3 separate regions of the Mus musculus genome follow, and regions 2 and 3 are each linked to region 1. The links are chromatin contacts, called in public HiChIP or PLAC-seq maps. All regions are on one chromosome and are shown on one strand. Each heading gives the region's core, a stretch centred on a gene start, on an enhancer-like site or on the middle of the called end of the contact. The rest is flanking DNA. Distances are from core to core; before and after follow the strand shown.

Region 1 (4,188 bases), core at 507-3,006:
CTGGCCCAGAATTTATGATGATCAGGCTGCCTACCTCTCCTGTCTCTGCTGGGACTAAAGTGCCACCAGGTGCAGCTTAGAAGGTTCTTGAACATGGCTGTGGTCTAACATTGACTGGTTGCCCTGTGCCAAGGAGTGGACTTTCAGGGCACAGAGTAAACCCATGTTTAAGTCCAGTGTCTTTTCACCATTCCTGAGCAGGGTGTTCTGTAAGGAGAATGTTGTCTATAAAGAGGCACCAGAAAGCTGAGTGTAACTACACACCTGCAATCCCAGCGTGGGGGAGACAGAGCACGTGGACCTTGAATCTGAAGGCAGCCTGGGCTACAAAACAAAACCCCGTCTGAAAAAAAAAAAAAGCAACCTAAATCATGCAAATATACCAATATTGATTATCGAGTGTCTGAAGAGTGGCTGGCATGGTAGAGACTGGATTGTTTTCTCTTGTTTTTGAGACAGAGTCTCACTATGAGTGGATCACAGGGGTGTGCCACCAGACAATCTTAAATTGACTCTGTGTGTGTGTGTGTGTGTGTGCATGCTTGCATTGCTACATACTAGACCCACAGTCCTACACATAAGAAGATGTGGTCTCTCAACACTGAATCTCCAGCACTATTTGTCCTGGCAGTGGTAACACACACCCGTAATTCCAGGCCTCCAAAGATGGAGACAGGAGGCTCCACGTTCAATCCCTTCCGGAACTACATAGTGAATCTAAAGCTGGTCAGTAGAAACAAACAACAATTTAAAGTGCTTTTAGTGACTACTATGGGATGTGGGGAGAAAGGCAGGAGAATTTTCCTTTAAAATGATTCATTTACACATTGTTTATCTTGAAGGATGGCACTCTCGGTCTAAGGCCCAGGGCCTGGGTTCCCCAGAAGGCTCTGTGATCTGGCCTGATACAAGTTCAGCATTTGCTTCTAATTCCCATCTCTCCAGGCCCTAGAGCCACGTGTAGTGCCCCAGCTTAAAATATATCTGTAGCTCAGCCTTTCTACCAGCTATTGATTGGTTTGGCTTTGTAGCCGAAAACCCAGCCAAAGAATGGGTTGGCTCTTCCCGTATGATAAAAACCCAGAAATGGGCATTCTGGGCTTGTGAGCTGTGGCTGTGTGCTGCCAGCAGAAACTCACTTCACATCTGTCTGTCCTTTCTGACCACCTAGCCCTGACCCTCACCACTGTCATGCTGGACCCATCCCTTCGTGGTCACAAGACGGCTGCTCCATCTTTCCCATCTCATCTGCATTCCAGACAAGGGGCAAGTGAAAGATCAAATGACTCACTAGAGTAGATGGCTCAGGGCGGGTTGCTGCTGAGCCTCAGGAGTTGAGCTTGATCTCTGGAATCAACTGGCTTCTTTAAGTTTTCTTCTGATCTACACACACGTTGCACGTAGTTTTAAATGCCACCGCCTCTGCCTGGGACGGGCTGCACTCTGGCCCTTTGTACTACCTGCCTTTGACCATGATCCCAGCTCCCACCCGGCTTCCCCGAATCCTTGGATAAAAGGCACACACAGGTTGTTACTTTACAACTTACCTTCTAGGCACAGTTGCTGGGGGCGATATCCCCCACCTGGAAAAGTGCGCTCTTACCAATTTATTATCTCCATCTCTCCACCTGCCCTAAACTTAGTGCCTAGTCCCACCTGCCCCGCCAAACATCCTTGGCCACCTGCCTGGAGTGGAGGCCACAGCCCCAGCTTGTCCAGAGACCTTGCATGGTTGCTACATTCTTCTTCCTCCAAAGCAGAGCAGAAACGCCCCTCTCCTCCTCTGTGTCTGCCTTTTCCTCCCGGGGCCGGAAGTCCCACCTGTGCTTCCATCCAGCAATTGTCTCCTGCTTCCTCCCCCACACCCGGCCTTCTTTACTGATAAATCAAGAACCATTTGGGGAACAGGACGTTAGCAACAGAACCTCCCCTTACACACACAATAAACTCAAAATAAATGTAAAAATATTTTAGATTAGCAAAACTGTGTAAAACAATAACTAATTTAGTAATTTTGGAAAATAAAGAAAAAGTTCCATAAGGTAAGCCTCACAATTATCTTAAAAAGATTTACAAGTGGAAGTTGGAGAGACGGCTCAACGTTTAAGAGCACTGGCTGCTCTTCCATCGGTCCTGAGTTCAATTCCCAGCAACCACATGGTGGCTCACAACCATCTGTAATGGGATCTCATGCCCTCTTCTGGTACACAGGTGTACATGTGTAGAGAACTCATACATAAAATAAATATTTAAAAAAGGAAAGAAATAAAATTCATTCCAAAGTCCATTTTAGGATTGAAGAGATGACTCAAAGAGGAAAAGCACTCGATGCCAAGCCTGAGTGCCTGAGTTCAAATCTCCGGGGACTACTTACAAGTTGTCAGGTTGTCCTCTGGCTTCTACAGATATTCTGCTGCGTGTAGCTGAGGATGACCTTGAACTCTTGACCCTCCTGCTCCCAGCTTTGTGCTCCTGTGCCTGACTTATGAGCACTTGACTTGAAGCCAGTTCTCCTGCATGCTAGATAAGCACTCTACCAATTGAGATATATCCCCACCTCCTAAATATTCTTTACAGTTTTTTTCCTTGCTTGCTTTTTACTTATTTTCTTTTCCCCATTCTGAGGATCAAGCTCGGGCCTTTGAGCATGCTCAGAACTCCATTCTCAGCCCTTGGGAGCTCCGTTTAATGCCGATCAGAATCTTCCATCTTTCTCACCGAAGCCTCCTTGGCTCTGTGGTTCATCTGTCCTGGCCTTGGGGACAAGGACTATATACTGTGTCTTCCTCCTCTACATATGTTCTTGTCAGGTGGGGGATAGAGTCTAGCAAGTTTCTGGATCAAACAAAGTGTGTGTGCGAGCGTGCGTGCACACACGCATTTGTGCAGTGAATGTGGGTGTGTACAGGCCATAGTTGGAGGGAGTCAGTCCTCACCTCCTACCTGTTTGAGAGGCTCATTACTTGCTGTGTATGACAGGCACACTGGCCTGAGAGCTCCTGGGAGTTCTCTTGTCTCCATTTCCCATCTCTCCATAGAGGCTCTGGGACTGCAGACACTCATGTTACTGGTTTGACTTTTACATGGGTTCTGGGGATTCGAACTCAGTTCCTCATGCTTGCATAGCAAATGCTTTTACCCATGAGCCATTTTTCCACTCCACAAATAAAATATTAATTTTTCTGTTGATGGTAGAAATATTAGTGGTTTTGGTTTATTAATTTTCTGACATCTCCAATGAACGTGCTATTTTAATAAACAGAATAAGATTAATAAAAATGATAAGTTTAATAAAAATGATAAGATTAATAAAAATGATAAATATTTAAAGGCATGGACACACATATATTGTACTTTTACAGTGGTATATTCATGGTTTAATCATATCTACAGTAAATATTTACATCATATATTGTGTTGGGTGTGGAGGCTGTTGTGATGATTATGATAAACGTGGTCCTTGCCTTACAGAACTGCTTTCTTTTTTAAAGACTTATTTATTTTATGCATATGAGGACACTGTGGCTGTCTTCAGACACACCAGAAGAGGGCATCAGATCCCATTACAGATGGCTGTGAGCCATCATGAGGTTGCTGGGATTTGAACTCAGAACCTCTGGAAGCGCAGTCAGTGCTCTCAACCTCTGAGCCATCTCCAGCCTCCAGAACTGTTTTCAGATACCACTGTGATAGACATGTAGTTTCCTAAGCAAACATGAAACATGGCCTGAATTGAAGTTTCATTGGTTTACTAGAAATACTTAGTAAAGGATTTCTCTTCCTATTGTTAAGTTACTGGAGAGAAAGAGTATTGGGAAAGTTAGCAGAACCACTCTATTCTGGTTATCTTGCTGAAACTGTAACAAAATAAAATAAGCAGGTGGGGGTGGGGGTGCACAGCTGGGATCCCAGCTCTCAGGGCCCAAGGCCAGCCCAGGATTGGAATGCAATATGGAAGAGCTCAGAAGCTCTTACTGAGCATGTGCAAAGCCCTGGGTACCATGCCAGCACCAAAACCAGGCGCACAGCTGGAGAGATGGCTCAGTGGGTAACAACCTTATGCTGCTCTTGCAGAGGACATGGATTTAATTCCTAGCACCCAGTTGGCAGCTCACAAGCACCTGTGACTCCAGTCCTAGGGGATCTGATGCCCTCTTCTCATTTCCACGGGTATTACATGAACATGGT
Region 2 (4,188 bases), core at 909-3,408, 410 kb before region 1:
GATGCCTGACTTGGGCAGGCACATCATAGTCCTAAGCTCCTGATAAGAAAGAAACTCTTGGCCCAGTTGCGGGGGTGTCAGGGACACATCGGTCTTGGGAAAGGCGGAGGGAGCTGGGGGTCTGTACCTCCTGTGCTCCCAAGTGCACCTCCTGTTCCCAGGAGCAGTGGTAGCGGGGCCAGGCTCTCTATCAGGGCACCAGGGTTGGTGTCTTCCCAGACCCTCCTTGTGTACCAGGCTTCTTGCCAAGAGCTTCCTACATATATAGCCTCAAGCCCGGGTAGCGGCCACTCAGCCCCAGGTCTGAGGCTGCCAATGCATCTGCCTGGCACCCCCCAAGTCACAGTCCTCCAAATGAAGGAAAGCACTCAACTTAGTTGCCGCTCATTTAATACTAAAAGCTGATCTCCTGCCTCAGACCCACCTGAGCTGTGTGGCCTCACTCAGCACCTCTGCCTCTCTGAGCTTATTTCTTTGTGGCCAGGTACACACTTGGCAGTCACCATATGTACTCTTAGTGGGGAAGGCTGCTGAGAATGGGCCCCTGGAGGCTTAGGGTTGGGGTAGGTATTAGCTCTGCCATCTGGTCCCCTGATGGGGGGGGGGGGACGGGACGGGACGGGATGGGACACCCAATGTGGATATCAGAAGACTCACCAGCTCATCAAGGTTTCGAAGGTCATTGGGCGTCATGCGGGGTGTGCGGGTGGGAACCCCTGGTACAGTGGCAATTTCAGTGACATCCTCTTCAGCAGCAGGGACGCTGGAAACCTGAGGGGTAGCTCGAAGCTCCCGCTCGATCTCCTGCTCGAACTGTACCAGCCTCGGGGCAAGCAGGCCAAGGCGCGCCCCACGCCGGGCGACCTCCAGCAGGCAGAGCACCACACTCTTCTCGTTCTTGCGTAGCACCAGGTCCTCTGTCTCAAACATGAGCACTTCAGGCACGCCCAGCTCAGCCCGGCACCAGCCGATGAAAGAGGCCACGTTGTCTCGGGCCATGAAGGAGCCAGGCGCCACACTGTGTGCCTGGAAGGCCACACCTCGGGTTGGACGGGCAGCAGCCAGAGCCCGGGCAGCCTCGGTGACAGCGTTGGCATGTTGGCACAGGGTTGTGCCTGTGGCCAGCCCCGTGAGGAAGCCATCGCCACTGCCGGGGAGACCTAGACTGTACAAAGCATTGAGCCAATCGGCCAGGTCTTCCTTCATGGCTTCCACATAGGCCTCACTGGATCGGAAGGGTCGCACACTCTTGGCGGCAGAGCCTGCGATGCCCGCCACTGGGTTCGCCATGCCCAGAGCCAGTGGAGTCACTGTGGGGACATAGGTCAGGATTGCTGTGAAGACTCGAAAGGGTTCAGAATGGTCCACCTCTACCAGCCCGCCACTCAGGGGAGACGCTAAGTTTAAGAGCAAGCTGTGAACAAGCAAACGTAGCACCACATTGTTCTCACGGTGCCATGACCTGCTTTAAGGGACTCAGTAACATTTACACCATTGTAGTGTTTATGTTTGCTGTCTGGCTGGTCGGGAGAGGGTGGCTGGGGACAAGTTGGCACCCACGAGGAAGAAATGCCATTTAAAAACATGAAGACATGTGGGTAGGGAGGGACAGGAGAGGAGCCTCGCCCAGAACCACGGAGAGACTGTTTCCATTGCTCAGCCCATAACCTGCACGAAGTCCCGCCTTTCCCTTCTCCTCTCCGCTAAGGGCCGCGCCACAGGCTGAGCGGCGACCGCGTCTCCATTCTACAGATGAGGAAACTGAGGCGCAGTAAGGGCAGGCATTCGCCGAAGGTCGCAGAGCAGTGGGTGGAGGAATCGGGTCACCCAGGCAGGCCGGATTCCTGCTGCGAAAAGCCGCCCGAGCTGGTGCCTGAAAGGCCGGGACTCCGAACGGCCCCCGCGAGCCTCCGCAGTGCTCGAGGCCTGGTCCAGAGAGGGTGAGTGCCCAGTCAGGGTCACACAGCCCTGGGAAGCAGAGAGCCCGCACCGCCCGGCCCACCTCCAGGCACTCTGGCTAGGGCTCCTGGGGGTCCCCGCGCTCACCTGGCTCACCCCGCCGCCCCGGGGAGCATCGCCCCGGCGGGGCCGGAGCCGGGCCGCGCCGCCGCACACAGGCGTCGCCCGAGATCGCTGCTTCCAGGCGTCCGCTCTGCCCCGCCCCCCTGGAATTTGGATCCGGCCAGGAAGGGGCGGAGCTGCGCTCTTAAAGGGGCCGTGCCTTTCTCGGGCCTTAGGCCCTAAGGCATCACCCCCACCTCACCCCCCCTTTAACTCCGGGTCTGGGTCTTCCTAGGCGGGGTTCAGATCCTTTCAGCTGTCCTTCCCCCGTGACAGTGGCCTCCCCGGAAGCGATAGGGGCCGGGGACTGCAGAGTCACCTCCGTCCCGGGTGGACCTCTGCAAGTCAGATAACTGGGTGCTCTTCCTGCAGGACGGCCCAGGGATAGCTTAAGGTACAAGGACGATGAGGCTCAGGGATCGGAAGGTGGCTGCGGGTTAGGTTAAAAGAGGGGGTGTGGCAGGGGCAACTACACGCCTTAGGAGGAACCTGGAAGATCTAGGGAATCCTGCCCCCTACTGTCGCCCGAGAGAGGAGTGAGATGCTGGAGAGAGACTGGAAATCTTGTGGGGGTGTGTGGACTTAATTTTAACTCAGATCAAGGAAGGAGGCGACGGAGGAAGCTGAGAGTCATCTAGAGGGAAAGTTTTTCACACTGAGGAAGCCTATCTCAAAAAAAGGAAAGGAAGGAAGAAGGAAAGAAAAATGGGTAGGTTTGCAAGGCTGAAGTGGTGAAACATTAGGGCCTTGTGGACCATGCTTTTCAAAGGTCATGGAAGAGAGGTTTATTTGTTTGTTTTTTTTTAAAGATTTATTTATTATATGTAAGTTCACTGTAGCTGTCCTCAGATACTCCAGAAGAGGGCATCAGATTTTGTTACGGATGGTTGTGAGCCACCATGTGGTTGCTGGGATTTGAACTCCGGATCTTCGGAAGAGCAGTTGGTGCTCTTAACCACTGAGCCATCTCCCCAGCCCCCGGTTTATTTGTTAATTATTATTAAATTATTATTGTTGGAGTTTGTTGTGGTTTTGAGGCAGGATCTCACTATGTAGACCAGGCTGGCCTGGAACTCCCTATATAGACCAGGCTGGCCTCAAAAGTCATAGAGATCTGCCTGTCTCTGCCGCCTGAGTGCTGGGATTAAAGGAATGTTCCACCATGTCATTACTTTTACAGAGTTCTGCTATGTAGCCTGAGCTGGCTTTGAACTCATGGTGTGCTCTCTCTGTTGGGATCCCAGGCCTCTCTCTAAGGAGGAATTTAGGAGAGGCTGACGTAGCAGCCATAAGGGCTCCTGTAACTGCTGTTGTTGCAGCGTCAGGGTCAGGGTCAGGGAAGCCTCTGAGGGAGGCAAGTGGTTTAGGTTGAATGGGGAGAGGGGATGCTGGATCTTGACTGCCTGTTGAAAACTGATGATGTATGTTAGTGAGGTGAGTGTGTGAGTATAGATGAGGGAGAAATCCCAGGTTTGGGGGTGAACATTGTGGACACGGAGTTGTTAAACAAAAAAAAAAAAAAAAATAACACCTAGCAGGGAGTGAAGTCCTGAAGAATTGGCTATGGAGACTGAATTCTAAGTGAAGGAATTGAGAAATGACTTGTCCTGGAACAAGCAGTAATGAACCGTCATACCCAGCAATCATCTTCAAAATAATCTGATACACCGATACTTTTTATTACATCTGTTTAGTGAGTGTGTGTCTGTGTCAAGGTATGTAGGCAAGGCAAACTTTTGGGAGTTTGTTCTGCCTTTCACCATGTGGGATCCTGGGTATTGTGGCATGGTGGCAGGTTCCCTTATCCAGCCTCATATGATGGTTTTGTAGATCTAGGGAAGCTGAGGACTGGGGAGGTTAAGGTACCATTGCCATCAGCAGCTCTGCAGGAATTTGACCCCTACTTATAGCCACCTCACTGTGCTTCAGTGTTCTGGACATAGAAGACTGAATCTAAGCTCTGTTGGTCACCAGTGTTGTCTGACAAACTTCCTGGGGGAGATGTCACACACAAGTCTGTGCACTCCTGATAGGGAACCCACAACAGACCAAAGGACTGAAACCACAAAAGCCCAATTTTTATTGGAGTTACAAGAACAGACATGGCTCAAACAGCAGCATCACCAA
Region 3 (4,188 bases), core at 664-3,163, 260 kb after region 1:
TTTGACACTATGCCTAGCACATCTGTAAGGTACTCAAAACAAGTTAAGAGTTTTTTTTTTCTTTCCTCTCTAGTTCTATCATAGATCACTGACACTGCTACTTAGCAAAAAAAAAAAAAAAAAAAAAAAAAAAAAAAAAAATCAAATGTAGAGACACCCCTCCCCAGAACAGCTCCTTCCATTTCTGCCATGTATTGATCTATATTTGCTCTCTAAAACACCTAATATAGTAGTGTATGCATATCAAAGTAAGCATAGATTTCTCCTTAAATGGAGTATACTAAAAGTTTTGTGACCTCAGTTTTGTTAATAGACACCCCTTAGGAAATTACAGATTACTATTAATATTACAAATTAATTGGATCACTCACAACTAGAATCGCAAATATTAATACCACCTATATATACAGACCATGGTTCAGGCATTACACTATTCTGTTATCAGACAATACCATAATTCTGTGGGTCCAGGCACACAGAATTATTAATCCTAGGAGATCCTCCTCCAACCCCTGTCTACAAAGCAGTGTGTTTAGACACAAAATGTACTAAGCTGTCTTACAAGCCTAATGGCAGCTGCCACAGGCTCAAACACTGCCTTACACTTTCCTATGAGGCTGGGCAAGAATGTAGAGGGACCTTGGCCCTCTGGGTCCAAAGCCTGGCCTGCCCAGGATGGATCACAGTTTATTCTCCTTATGAGCTCAAAGTACTGGATACCCAGCTGGCATTGAAAAAGGCCTGGTCTCAGAAGTGCCTGCTTGCCCTCGAGCCTAGAAAGGCATTAGGCAGGTGGAAATTGCCCATGATCTGACTGGCGCCTGCAGGCCTGGATCAAGTTCAGATTGCTTCATTCACCTTCATTCAGACCACTGTACCGAGCCAAATCACTCCCTAGCATAGTGAAGTCTGCCTTTGTGGGAGAGCTAACTTCTACATGCTTCCCCCAGAAGTCCTCCTGCACCTGTAAGTCTTCTAACTGCAATGATACACAGCGTGGGCTGCTACCAGTACTACTGGGTCTGAGACCCTCTGAATGATGGCGTACAGTCAAAAAGATGTTTACCACCTATAGCGATGACCTTGAGACCCATTTTCCTTTCTGTGACATAAAAGCATTAGTCCAATCATGTCATTTCAGATCTCATAACCAGTAAAATCAAATCAAACGGTAGTAATGAACTGTTGAGAAAATGAGAAAAAAATACAAACTATGTGTCACTATATAATTTCCTAAGAACACTATTTGGGAGAGAGAACGAGCACTAGGAAAGAGGTAATACCAGAACAAGTGTAGCCATCCCACAGAAGCACCCCCACCCCCACCCCAACACAGGCAGTCTTAGATCCCGAATCCGCTTTTTCACTCTGGACAAGGGTCCAGTCCAGCTGAGCCCCACTTGCCCTGACGTGGGACAGCCTGGGGATGTCCCCTAATGACTGTGAACCCAAGCATCAACTTCCAACGCAAGCAAGTCTAAACGCCAGAAACACACGTCAGGCCTGCTAAGCCGCTCTGCGGCCTCAGCCGAGCCCTAGGACCCCGAGTCCCCTCCCGCAGCTTCCTTGCTGCCCCTCTCCAGAACCCGTTTCTCCGGCCCTGACCGGCCGCTGTCCTGGCTGGTCCTGCCCGCGGCCCTGCCGGGAGACCCTGGCCCGGCTACGACCGCCCAAGGTCGGCGGGGGAGGCCGCGGGTCGTGGACAGGCACCTGGCGGGACAGAGTCAGCCGGGGTCCGGCCGAGGCCAAGGGGGCGCCGGGTGGTGGACACGCACAGTTCCGCCCGCCCCTCGCCCAACAGGCGCCCCCCGCACACCCGGAGCGCCTCACTCACCCCGGCGACGCCATGAGCGCAGCGGCCTGGGCGCTCCCGCCTCCTCCGCTGCTTGCGCGGCTGCCGCCGGGCGCCGGGGAGGGGCCTGTAGGCCGCCCCCGCCCGCTCCGTTAGGGCGTCGGGCGCCGTGGGCTGAGCTCAGTGGAGGGCAGGCGGGCGCCTGGGGCGAGGGAGAGGACGCCCTGGGCCCAGAGCACTACCTACGGCAGCCACCGGCCAGGCCGGCCCGCTGCCCGGAGGCTGGAACTCACCTGCGGAGCCAGACCTGCCCTGGGGCCACTGACAGCTGCCAGACTGCTGGACACCACCCTCTAGTCCCCGCATTCTGATGTTAATTTCTGTAAGAAACGCACTTTCCTCTACCTCTGGGGTGTACAGTGTTGCTGTTCTAAAGGAAAACAACATCTCTCCTGCTACTAGTTCGCAGCGGGGTGGAGTAATGTTGGCCTCTGAGCTGGTTTCCCACTTTTTTTTTAAGTGTGTATATTAAGCCTTATCTTGTATTACATAGAAATAAAAAGTTTAGAACTTGTGCAGTGGGGTTTCCCAGAATCACCTACAAGCTATGAATATTTAGGCATGTAAAATTTTGAGGCTTGGTTCCAGCCCCTGCTAAATTAGTTTCAAAGACAAATTATATCTTTTAAGAGAAAATACCTAATTTAAAGAAACAAACTCTGGACTATGCAGTGCAAACCACTGCTGGTGGCATTTTTGTGTTATCACATTAAGTTGTTTTTTCAATTTATTTTTTTCATACAGTGCATTTTCCTTTCTGTGACATAAAAGCATTAGTCCAATCATGTCATTTCAGAACTCATAACCAGTAAAATCAAATCAAACGGTAGTAATGAACTGTTGAGAAAATGAGAAAAAAAATACAAACTATGTGTCACTATAATTTCCCTTCCCAGCTCCTCCCCACCTTCCTACCTTCAAGTTCTTTTTCTTTATTTTCATTGAGACAGGTTCTCTGTTTAACACTGTCCTGCCAAGAGCTTGCTGTGTAGACCAGGATGGCCTTGAATTCATGGAGTTCCACCTGCCTGCTTTTTCTCCAGAGTGCTGAGATTAAAAGTGTGCACCACCATGCGGGGCAGGGCCCAACATTGAGATAGTATTCTCTTCACCACTAAGAATATTAAACACCGGGCTGGAGAGATGGCTCAGTGGTTGAGAGCACTGAATGCTCTTCCAGAGGTCCTGAGTTCAAATCCCAGCAACCACATGGTGGCGCCCAACCATCGGTAATGAGATCTGACGCCCTCTCCTGGAGTGTCTGAAGACAGCTACAGTGTATTTACAGATAATAAAATAAATAAATCTTAAAAAAAAAGAATATTAAACACCAAAGAGATTATAAAGCACCGAAGAGATAATTGAACAATTTGCCCATCGACCAGAACACCTAGGCTGGAAACTGGGCTCTGCCTACTTACTAGCTACAGTTGCCCAGATAAGACAGGAGCTCTCCAGGGCCACCACTCCTCATTCTCTTCTTCTCTGAGGGCTAAATAAATGAATACTCCTTTAGTACAGGTTCTCTTTCAGTACTTGAATCCAGTCAGTGCTTCTGGACATTCTTGCCCTCTTCAGGAAAACAAAAGCTAACAATTACTTGAGATGTTCAGAAGACATCAGAGAGCTACCCAGGAAAGCTGACAAATGGAAAGTTCGATACAAAGTACAAATCCAGAAGAAAGGGTGAGAAAGGTTGAGGACTGGGCAATCATAAATGGCTGGATTCAAGGCAGTAATGATCGCCACTAGAGAAGGCCAGACTAAAGCAAGTTTAAAAAACCAAAACAAGCAGGGCGGTGGTGGCCTCGCCTTTAATCTCAGCACTTGGGAGGCAGAGGCAGAGGCAGAGGCAGAGGCAGAGGCAGAGGCAGAGGCAGAGGCAGAGGCAGAGGCAGAGGCAGAGGCAGAGGCAGAGGCAGAGGCACAGGCAGGTGGATTTCTGAGTTCAAGGCCAGCCTGGTCTACAAAGTGAGTTCCAGGACAGCCAGGGCTACACAGAGAAACCCTGTCTTGAACACCCCCCCCCCCAAAAAAAAACAAAACAAAACAAAACAAAAACCTAAATTGATGTGCAAAAGGAAGCCTCTTCCGCCAGGCTGTGGTAGTGCAGGCCTTCAGTCCCAGCCCTCAGGGAGCAGTGTCCCACACCACACATTGGACCAAAGGAAGCCTGTCCCCAGTTGGTTTTTGACTGGTCAATAAAGTTTCCGGTGGCTGATGACTGGGTAGGAAGACAGAGACAGGACTTTTAGGATTCCCAGGAAGGGAAGGAGGAAGAGGAGATTCCTCCAAGACCGGAGTGTAGGAGACGGACCACTCTGGAAAGGCGCAGG

What was found. HiChIP or PLAC-seq counts read pairs in DNA pulled down with a chosen protein or histone mark.
Region 2: a contact with region 1 is called in an H3K4me3 HiChIP or PLAC-seq map of embryonic stem cells, with 5 times the contacts expected there. The contact joins the promoter of Gas2l1 here to the enhancer-like site in region 1. A contact is called at or near these places in 2 of 39 promoter capture datasets (pre-B cells and stem cell-derived epiblast-like cells) and 5 of 115 datasets of contacts at active chromatin or transcription factors (embryonic stem cells, forebrain, memory CD8 T cells and 2 more).
Region 3: a contact with region 1 is called in an H3K4me3 HiChIP or PLAC-seq map of embryonic stem cells, with 33 read pairs. The contact joins the promoter of Urgcp here to the enhancer-like site in region 1. A contact is called at or near these places in 1 of 39 promoter capture datasets (liver), 2 of 15 datasets of contacts at CTCF or cohesin (large pre-B cells and pro-B cells), 5 of 484 Hi-C or Micro-C datasets (CD4 T cells, bone marrow-derived macrophages and embryonic stem cells) and 16 of 115 datasets of contacts at active chromatin or transcription factors (the NIH/3T3 cell line, T-cell acute lymphoblastic leukemia, acute myeloid leukemia and 9 more).

The regions. Positions count from the first base shown.
Region 1 is chr11:5,476,600-5,480,787 of GRCm38.p6, forward strand. No RefSeq gene overlaps it. Among named protein-coding and RNA genes, the nearest start is that of Gm11963, 7.2 kb to the right of the region's middle. Within about 2 kb of position 1,757, at least 10 of the 459 cell types and tissues checked have an H3K27ac peak or open chromatin away from gene starts, as enhancers often do. A contact at or near this core is called in embryonic stem cells, where this site is marked.
Region 2 is chr11:5,063,169-5,067,356 of GRCm38.p6, forward strand. It overlaps Gas2l1 (growth arrest-specific 2 like 1), which reads right to left and starts at 2,159. Exons shown (of 7, transcript NM_144560.3): 1 at 2,047-2,159; 2 at 1,669-1,926; 3 at 658-1,310. The coding sequence starts at 1,290.
Region 3 is chr11:5,739,263-5,743,450 of GRCm38.p6, forward strand. Urgcp (upregulator of cell proliferation) reads right to left here and starts at 1,914. Exons shown (of 6, transcript NM_178623.3): 1 at 1,835-1,914. The coding sequence starts at 1,848.